2 separate regions of the Mus musculus genome follow, and region 1 is linked to region 2. The links are chromatin contacts, called in public HiChIP or PLAC-seq maps. All regions are on one chromosome and are shown on one strand. Each heading gives the region's core, a stretch centred on a gene start, on an enhancer-like site or on the middle of the called end of the contact. The rest is flanking DNA. Distances are from core to core; before and after follow the strand shown.

What was found. HiChIP or PLAC-seq counts read pairs in DNA pulled down with a chosen protein or histone mark.
Region 1: a FOXA1 HiChIP or PLAC-seq map of pancreatic cancer cells shows a contact between it and region 2. The contact joins the promoter of Amh here to the promoter of Onecut3 in region 2. A contact is called at or near these places in 1 of 39 promoter capture datasets (liver), 1 of 15 datasets of contacts at CTCF or cohesin (the NIH/3T3 cell line), 2 of 115 datasets of contacts at active chromatin or transcription factors (microglia and pancreatic cancer cells) and 2 of 9 other capture datasets (adipose tissue and pancreatic islet).

The regions. Positions count from the first base shown.
Region 1 is chr10:80,802,840-80,806,812 of GRCm38.p6, reverse strand. Amh (anti-Mullerian hormone) reads right to left here and starts at 1,573. Exons shown (of 5, transcript NM_007445.3): 1 at 1,163-1,573; 2 at 647-789; 3 at 361-469; 4 at 114-273; 5 at 1-14. The coding sequence starts at 1,565. It overlaps Sf3a2 (splicing factor 3a, subunit 2), which reads right to left. Exons shown (of 9, transcript NM_013651.4): 5 at 3,912-3,973; 6 at 3,304-3,353; 7 at 3,090-3,230; 8 at 2,925-2,993; 9 at 1,891-2,841. The coding sequence ends at 1,999. RefSeq lists a promoter at 1,531-1,751.
Region 2 is chr10:80,493,467-80,496,990 of GRCm38.p6, reverse strand. Onecut3 (one cut domain, family member 3) reads right to left here and starts at 2,085. Exons shown (of 2, transcript NM_139226.3): 1 at 801-2,085. The coding sequence starts at 1,983.

The DNA.
Region 1 (3,973 bases), core at 324-2,823, 310 kb before region 2:
GCTCCAGGGACAGTCTGGAATAGAACGAAGTGGGCCAGCTGTGAGCACAAGAGGCTATGGTGGACCAACTACCCCCTCCAACGTCCCAGTTCCTCCTCCATCCCTGTGCGCACCCAGGCTGCGGGAAAGGCATGGTGTCCAGCTGGCCGTGTGCTGGCTGCGGTGACGGCTCGGCGGGTGGCAGCACCACCAGGGTGGGAGTCATCCGCGTGAAACAGCGGGAATCAGAGCCAAATAGAAAGGCTTGCAGCTGATCGATGCTCAGGGTGGCACCTGTAGAGGGTGGGCACGTGCTGGCTGAGGGCTGGGGTTAAGGGCAGCTTCCTTCCACTCTGTCCCCTCCCCTCTGCCAGGACCTACCTTCTCTGCTTGGTTGAAGGGTTAAGATGAGGCCCGAGCCGCTCCAGGCCCCCGCTGGGAAGTCCACGGTTAGCACCAAATAGCGGGTGTCCCGAGTAGGGCAGAGGTTCTGTGGACACAGGGACTCTTGTCAGCAGGACTGGGGAAGATGGTCAGGCTACAGGCACCACCCCTGCCATACTGGGAATAGCCTCCCAGGTGTACTCCTAACCCCACCAACCCTTCCATTTGGCACAACCTCAACCAGAAGGCTGTTAGGGGATGGGCCCATGCCAGTCTCTGGTACCTGTGTGCCCCGCAGTCCAGTCCCTGTGACTGTGACCTGGGGGCCTGGTCCAGGGTATAGCACTAACAGGGCCTGCTCCCAGCGGCTGGCTCCCCCAGGTGGAGGCTCTTGGAACTTCAGCAAGAGCTCGGGCTCCCATATCACTGTGGGCAAATATTGGTTGACTGAGTCTCTGAGGCCATTAGCTTCAGTCCCTCAAGATCTGTCCTACAGAAATTCCCTCAGCTGGACTCTTCACTGGAGATCTTCTGGGGCCATGTAGGCCTGAGGGACCCTGATCCAAGGTGTGGAGACCTTGCTTGTAAGGACACAGCAGCTCTGCTGTCATCTGTCTGGAAGGTGTGATCATTGGGGTGTGTCCTGCCATCTTGCCCACTACAGTTCCTGAAAGGGTGTATAAGGTTCTGCCTAGCAATCCAGCGAGGCCCCCTCCCCCAAACCCCCCTCCCCCAGCTTCTGCCCTAACTCACTCAGTCCCAAGGCATCATGGGCGCTGAGACAGAGTCCATCACGTACCTTCAGCCAGATGTAGGACTAGCAACTGCTGTTCTCCAGTCTCCCCTAGCCAGGCCCCAAGGCGCTGCAGGGCAGGCAGGGTAGCCTGGGAGTCAGTGCTGCAGACTCCGAAGGTGGCCAGGTCTTGGGGTCCCCAGCGAGACTCCTGGACAGCCTCCAGGAAGGCATACTCATAGCTGTTCAGACCCCCCACCACCCTCAGGGAAGCTCTGCTTGTGTTCCCCTCTCCTCTCACTGTCACCAGGCACAAAGGTTCAGGGGGGCTGCTGGGGGGCCAGAGCTCATCTTCAAGGAAGATGAGGCCCCTGGTATTGGTGGCCAGGTTTTCAACCGCCTCAGGCTGTAACACAGCCCCCATAGTCGCTAGCAGCAGTACCAGTGGAGAGAGGTGTGGCCCCTGCATGGTGGTACAGCAAGGTCCGGGTGGCCCTGCTTATATGTATGGCTGAGCCAGATTGCTTGCTTGGGAGGGACGCCCCTATCAACACCAAAGGTGACCTTGGGGGACAGTGCCTGGCACTTTTCATGCCCAGCAGGTGGGAGGCGACTGTCTCAAAGGGCTTTCTGTCCTCAGAGCTGGGCCCATAACTGCAGAGGCCTGAGCTGTCCTTGAGTAGCTCCCATCTCCCTGGGGAGCCCACCTGGAGGACGCCCCAGGTCACCACAGCTTCAACAGAGACAAGCAGTATCCACCCTCCCCACTACCAAACACACAGCAGACAGGGAGACACGGGGGAGGCTGTTTAATAGGCTCAAGGCAGGACAAATAGAAAACCTTCCAAGGACTGGCAATGGGAAAAGACCACACAGACAACAGAGGCTGGTGGGGGGACTGCTCAGTTGCCTGGGGGAGGGGGAGGCATGTTCCCAGGGCCATCTGAGGGGAGTGGGGGCCTCAGCATGGGGGGCATAGGAGCAGGGTGCACCCCAGGATTTGAGGGGTGAACCCCTGGAGGCTGAGGGTGGACCCCCGGGGCAGCAGGGTGGACTCCAGGAGGCGGCTGAGGGTGAACCCCTGGTGCCTGAGGGTGGATCCCAGGGGCTGGGGGGTGTACCCCAGGGGCTTGAGGGTGTACTGCAGGAGCAGGTGGGTGTACCCCTGGAGCCTGAGGATGAACTCCAGCTGATGGAGGAGGGTGTACCCCTGGAGCTGGTGGGTGCACCCCTGGAGCTGGTGGGTGCACCCCTGGAGCTGGTGGGTGCACCCCTGGAGTTGGGGGGTGTACCCCTGGAGCTGGTGGGTGGACACCTGGAGCTGGTGGGTGCACTCCTGGGGCTGGTGGGTGCACTCCAGGGGTGGGTGGGTGCACTCCAGGGGCTGGGGGATGGACCCCAGATGTTGGTGGATGGACCACTGGTGCTGGGGGGTGTACCCCAGGAGCTGGGGGATGGACTCCAGATGTTGGTGGGTGTACTACTGGGGCCGGGGGGTGCACCCCAGGAGCTGGTGGGGGCATCTGGGGAGGTCCAGGGGGCCCAGAGGGAGCAGGCCCAGTGGGGGGCATAGGAGGGAGAGGCAGGCCACCAGGTGGAGGTGGGGGCAAGGCATCAGGGAGTGGTGGGCGAGGAGGCAGTCCATTCATGAGTGGGGGCGGGGGCCGCTTGACGCCTGGGGGTCCTGCTGGGAGGCTGGGAGGTGCTGGGGGCTTCTCCATCTTAAAGTGGAACTGAAGAAAAAACTGTAGGAGAGAGGGTCAGTGACTGGGGCAGGGCCACTGAGGAGCGCTGAGAGAGTACCCACGCAAGGCCTGTGGAACCTCACCTGCTTGGTTTCTCTGTTCCAGTGGGTCCAAAACTTGCCCTCAGCCTTGTCAATCTCCCGGCTTGGCACCTAGGGAGAAAGTCAGAGGCTGCAGCACCCCAAGGAGGGGCTAGGATACACAGACAGCTGAATTTAGCTGCTCTCTCTGTCCTGTAGGGTCGCTACCTTGAAAGCAATGGTCTCATAGGGCTCAGCAGCCATGAGCAGGTACTGCCAGCGGCGGTCTGGAGGCTCGATCCTCTGCTCATAAGCAGACATGAAACGGTGGCGTGGCATGATACCCTCTGCGATCTCAGGGTAGTCAATCTGTAAAACATGCACAGCACTATTGGCATCACCACCCGTGTGTCTGGTCCACCCCTGACTGGTCCCACCTCACCTGGAACAGCAGGCTCTGCTGGCCCATCTCTGTGTCCCTCTGCTTGGTCACTGCAACAGAAGGGATGGGGCTGTTATGTGCTGTGTGTGCACAACAGAACAGGGTTCCTCAACACAAGGCCTGGCTTCTCTGCCTAAGGCCACTGGCTAGGACCTAAAGTGAGGGAGGGCAACCCAACCCAGCACTCTATGCAGGGGCAGCTGTTGAAGTCCAAGAAGAGTATGAGGAGGGAGGTGCTGTGTCACAGCCTCCCCAGGACGGACCCTGCCTGCCAAAGGGGACTCTTGGCAACTTGGGTCCCTGGGCTCCTGCTGGCCATGTGATTGGTCTTCTGGCTAGGCCACGTCACCCAGGGGCCTCTGCAGAGGGGCTCCAGGGGCAGTGACTGCAACAGCCAGCCTCCCCCTCCTGCTTCTGGAGATTGCCAGTAGGGATGGTACTTATCAGCACCTGGGGGCTCTTGGCAACACTAAGGGAAAGATGCTTTGAGGACAGAGAAGTCGGCTGTGTGTCCTAGGGACAAGGGTATGTCCGGTGCCAGGGCCAGGGCTCATTCATGCCGTAGCCCCCAGCCATAGGGAGGCCATCACACACACACACACACACACCTTTGTACCCAGGGCGGCCAATCTTCACAAACTTCTTCACCTCCACCTTGACCTTCTCCGGT
Region 2 (3,524 bases), core at 836-3,335:
GCAAGGCGCAAGAGAAGAAAAGAATAAAGAGAGACTGGACTGGGTACCGAAGAGGCAGCTCGAAGAGAGGGACAGCAATTTGTCCCCGTGGAGAGAAGTAGAAAGGGGGGACAGGAAAACAGGAGGGAGTGAGGCCCTGGGAGCCACGGGGGGGGGGGGGTGTGAAGGCCTCTGGTGGATGCCACTGAGCCCAGGGTCCCAAGGGCTGCCCCTCCCCCAATCTCAAATGACCTTTGCCAACGGCCAGAGGGGGGAGGGATGGGGGACTAGCGGATCGATCGTCGGCAGAGGCTGAGCTGCATAGGAAGAGAGCTCGGTGGTGGTGGTGGTGCTGGGGCTGGGGGCAGAGCGGTGGCCAGGCCTTGGCTGAGTCTAGTCAGCACCTAGAGCTTTGTGACTGGGTGGAGAGAGGGCGCCTTTGGTCCCTCTTGCAGGATGTTTGGGGACGAGGGGAGTGGCACCTCTGATCGCAGGGGATCGTGAACCCAAGGAACGTGCTACAGACGCGCGCATACACGCGCACACACGGAGCCACGCGAGGGCTGTTTTAGTTTAGCACCCTATGTCTACATCAGCCTCAAAGACACTAGACACCCTACACAGTCCCTAAAAGAATAGGGACGGAAACAATAATTGTATTTGCCCTCTTTCTATTAGTGACACTCGGCGATGCAGACCCCGGGTCAGCCTCAGAGGCTACAGTTTCCCCCCTCTAGGCTGGCAGGACGCACTAGCCAAGGTCCTTCATCCTGTGCCAACCATGTCCCCCAGGATCGAGCCTCAGGGGCCCTTGTCCCTACCTGCCAGGCGCAGCGCCGACATGCGCTGGAACTCCGGCTCCTGCAGCCACTTCCACATCCTGCGGAAGGTCTCGCGGCCGGATTTGAGCTTGCTCCAGGGCTTCGGGTTGCGCAGCAGGTCGGAGAGCGTGCCCTGCGAGCGGCACAGGATGCGCTGCGCGAAGATGGCCTGCGGGATGCTGTAGCGCTTCAGCTCGGCGGTGATGCGCTGGGCCACCTCTTTGGTGTTGATCTCTTCGGCTGCAGCGCCGGCTCCCGGGCCGCCGCTGCCGCCGCCAGCGCCACCGCCCCCTCCGGGGCCACCGCCGCCTGAGTGAGGCCCGTGCGCCCCGGCCGCAGCCAGCCCGCCCAGCGGAGCCAGCAAACCCGCGGCCGCCCCGCCGGCCGCCCCGCCGCCTCCCGCGCCGCCGCCGCCTCCAGGCAGCCCTCGGGCCAGCGCGTCCTCTGCGCGCCCCAGAAGCGCCGCGTGTGGCTCGAAGGCGGCAGGTGGCAGTAGTTTGTCCCCGGCCAGGTGGCCCGGAGCCCCGTAAGCGGCGAGCGGTGGCGGCGGCGGCGGCTGCGGGGCGCTGTGCAGAGCGGGGGGCAGCGCGCTGGGCAGCGGCGACAGTGGCGACCCCATGGTGGGCAGCTCCTTGCCATAAGGCCCGTAGAGGTGGCCCACCGAGGCCAGCGCCGCCCGCTCGTCGCGCATGAGGGTGAAGCTGCCGCTCACGCTGGCCGCCAGGCGCTGCGGAGGGGGCGGTGGCGGCGCGGTGGCCGGGTGAGGGTGAGCGTGTGGATGGCCTCCGTGCGCCCCAGCCACCGCGTGCTGGTGGAACTTATCGGCCACGGCGGCCAGCGGCGGCAGGTGCTGCAAGGGCGTGAGCGTGGTGTAGGTGCCACCCAAACCTGGGGCCTCGCACGCCATACCCATGGCCGGGTGCAGGGGGCCAGCCAGCTCCCCACGGAAGTCAGGGCCACCACCCGCGGCCCCTGCAGCCCCCGCGCCCCCGGCGCCCCCGCCCCCGGCGCCACCACCGTCCAGCAGGCTAGCCATGCCGGCCACCAGGCCTGGGCGCCCCGATGCCACTAGGCTTCGGTGTTGGGCCGCGGCGGAGCGCGCGTGGCCCGGGCTCAGCAGCTCGCCGGCTTGCGCGTGTGTCACCCCGTGCAGCCCCCCGAGGCTCTCCAAGCTCAACTCCATCCTGGGTGTCCTCTTCGTGTGTGCTCAAGGCCGCAGCATGGTCCCCACGCACTGGCCGACGCTCCTGGTGGCGGCGGCTGCTACTGTCCCGCTTGTTCAGTGCTCTCGCTCGGCTTCGGCTGCTGCGAGCAGCGGCCACCAGGATGTGGCGGGGCGGCCGCCGCCGGCGCCCCGGCCCGGGTCTGACGTCAGCGCCCCCGCCCATCGCTCCGCCTGCACCCGCCAAACCCCTTGGAGCACCAGGCTGGCTTCTTGGGTCTCCCCATTCTCCTTGCCCTGAGAAGAACCTGAGGGATTGGGGTGGGGGACCGCTAGTCCTGGCTCTGTGTGAGTGTGAGTGAGTGTGTGTGTGTGTTCTCATATCAGCGTCTTTGATTCTCTGTCCTGTACATTCCCCCTTCTGCCCCTACCCGCCCCCAGTTCCTGAAGTGTGGCTACAAACGCCCCCCAACTCTGTTGACACTCTCAGAAAGATGGGCTGTTTTCCCCGTATGCACACAAAGATTTCAAAACCTCTTTTGGGATGAAGTGGGGCTATTAGTAGGTCCCCAGAACAATCACACATTGGCCTCAAGCACAAGGAAAAGCAGGCATTTGGGCATTTGGGCCTCTGTTTCTTCAATTGTGCAATGTAATTGCCCTGCAGAAATCTTTCTTAACAGGGACTTTAGTGGTTTTTAGGCCCAGGATTGGGAAGACAGAGGCAGGTGGATCGTTAATTTGGAGGCTAGCCTGGTCTATGTAGCAAGTTCCAGTCAGGCAAGGGCTTTATAGTGAGTCTTTGCATCAAAGCAAACATAAATTCCTCCAAGGTCCGGTGTAGTGGCACATGCCTTTAATCTCGGCACTTGGGAGGCAGAGGCAGGTGGATTTCTGAGTTCAAGGTCAGCCTGGTCTACAGAACTGGATTCAAGGACAGTCAGGGCTACACATGGAAAAGATGACAGAGAGGGGGGGAAGAGAGAGGGGAAAATTCCTCCTAAGTCCCGTGTAATTGGCTACTTCCTGTCCCCAATATCTCTGGGGTCTAAGGATGTCTTGTCTGAGACTGGTCATCTCTAGACCAGCTTGGGTTTGGGGTTTTTTTTTTTTTTTCAGACTGAGATAGCTAGCCTAGGATCTCTCTCTCTCTCTCTCTCTCTCTCTCTCTCTCTCTCTCTCTCTCTCTCTCTCTCTCTCCCTTTCCCACCTGCAGACAGTGAAGGGGGACAGAAGGGGTACATGGATGGCACCCTACAGGCACAAAGCACCTGGGAACAAGACCCCTTGGGTTTGTGGAGAAGAGATTACCGATTACCAGGGTGGCCATGCCAGACTCTGGGGGGACCTTGTGTTAGGAGGGTGTCTTCACTCAGCCTCAGCCCCTGCCTCCCTTGCCCTGCTCACTGCCAGGGAGGGTTATTGGCATTTGTTCTGGAGCTTGAGTCACCCATGGGCTCTGACGCTCACTCAAGGGATGCCCCCACCAATGGCTTGGGCTATCAGGCTGGAAACAAAGCAAACCAAGAATCTGATGTCCACAGTGCACTGGCTGTGTGACA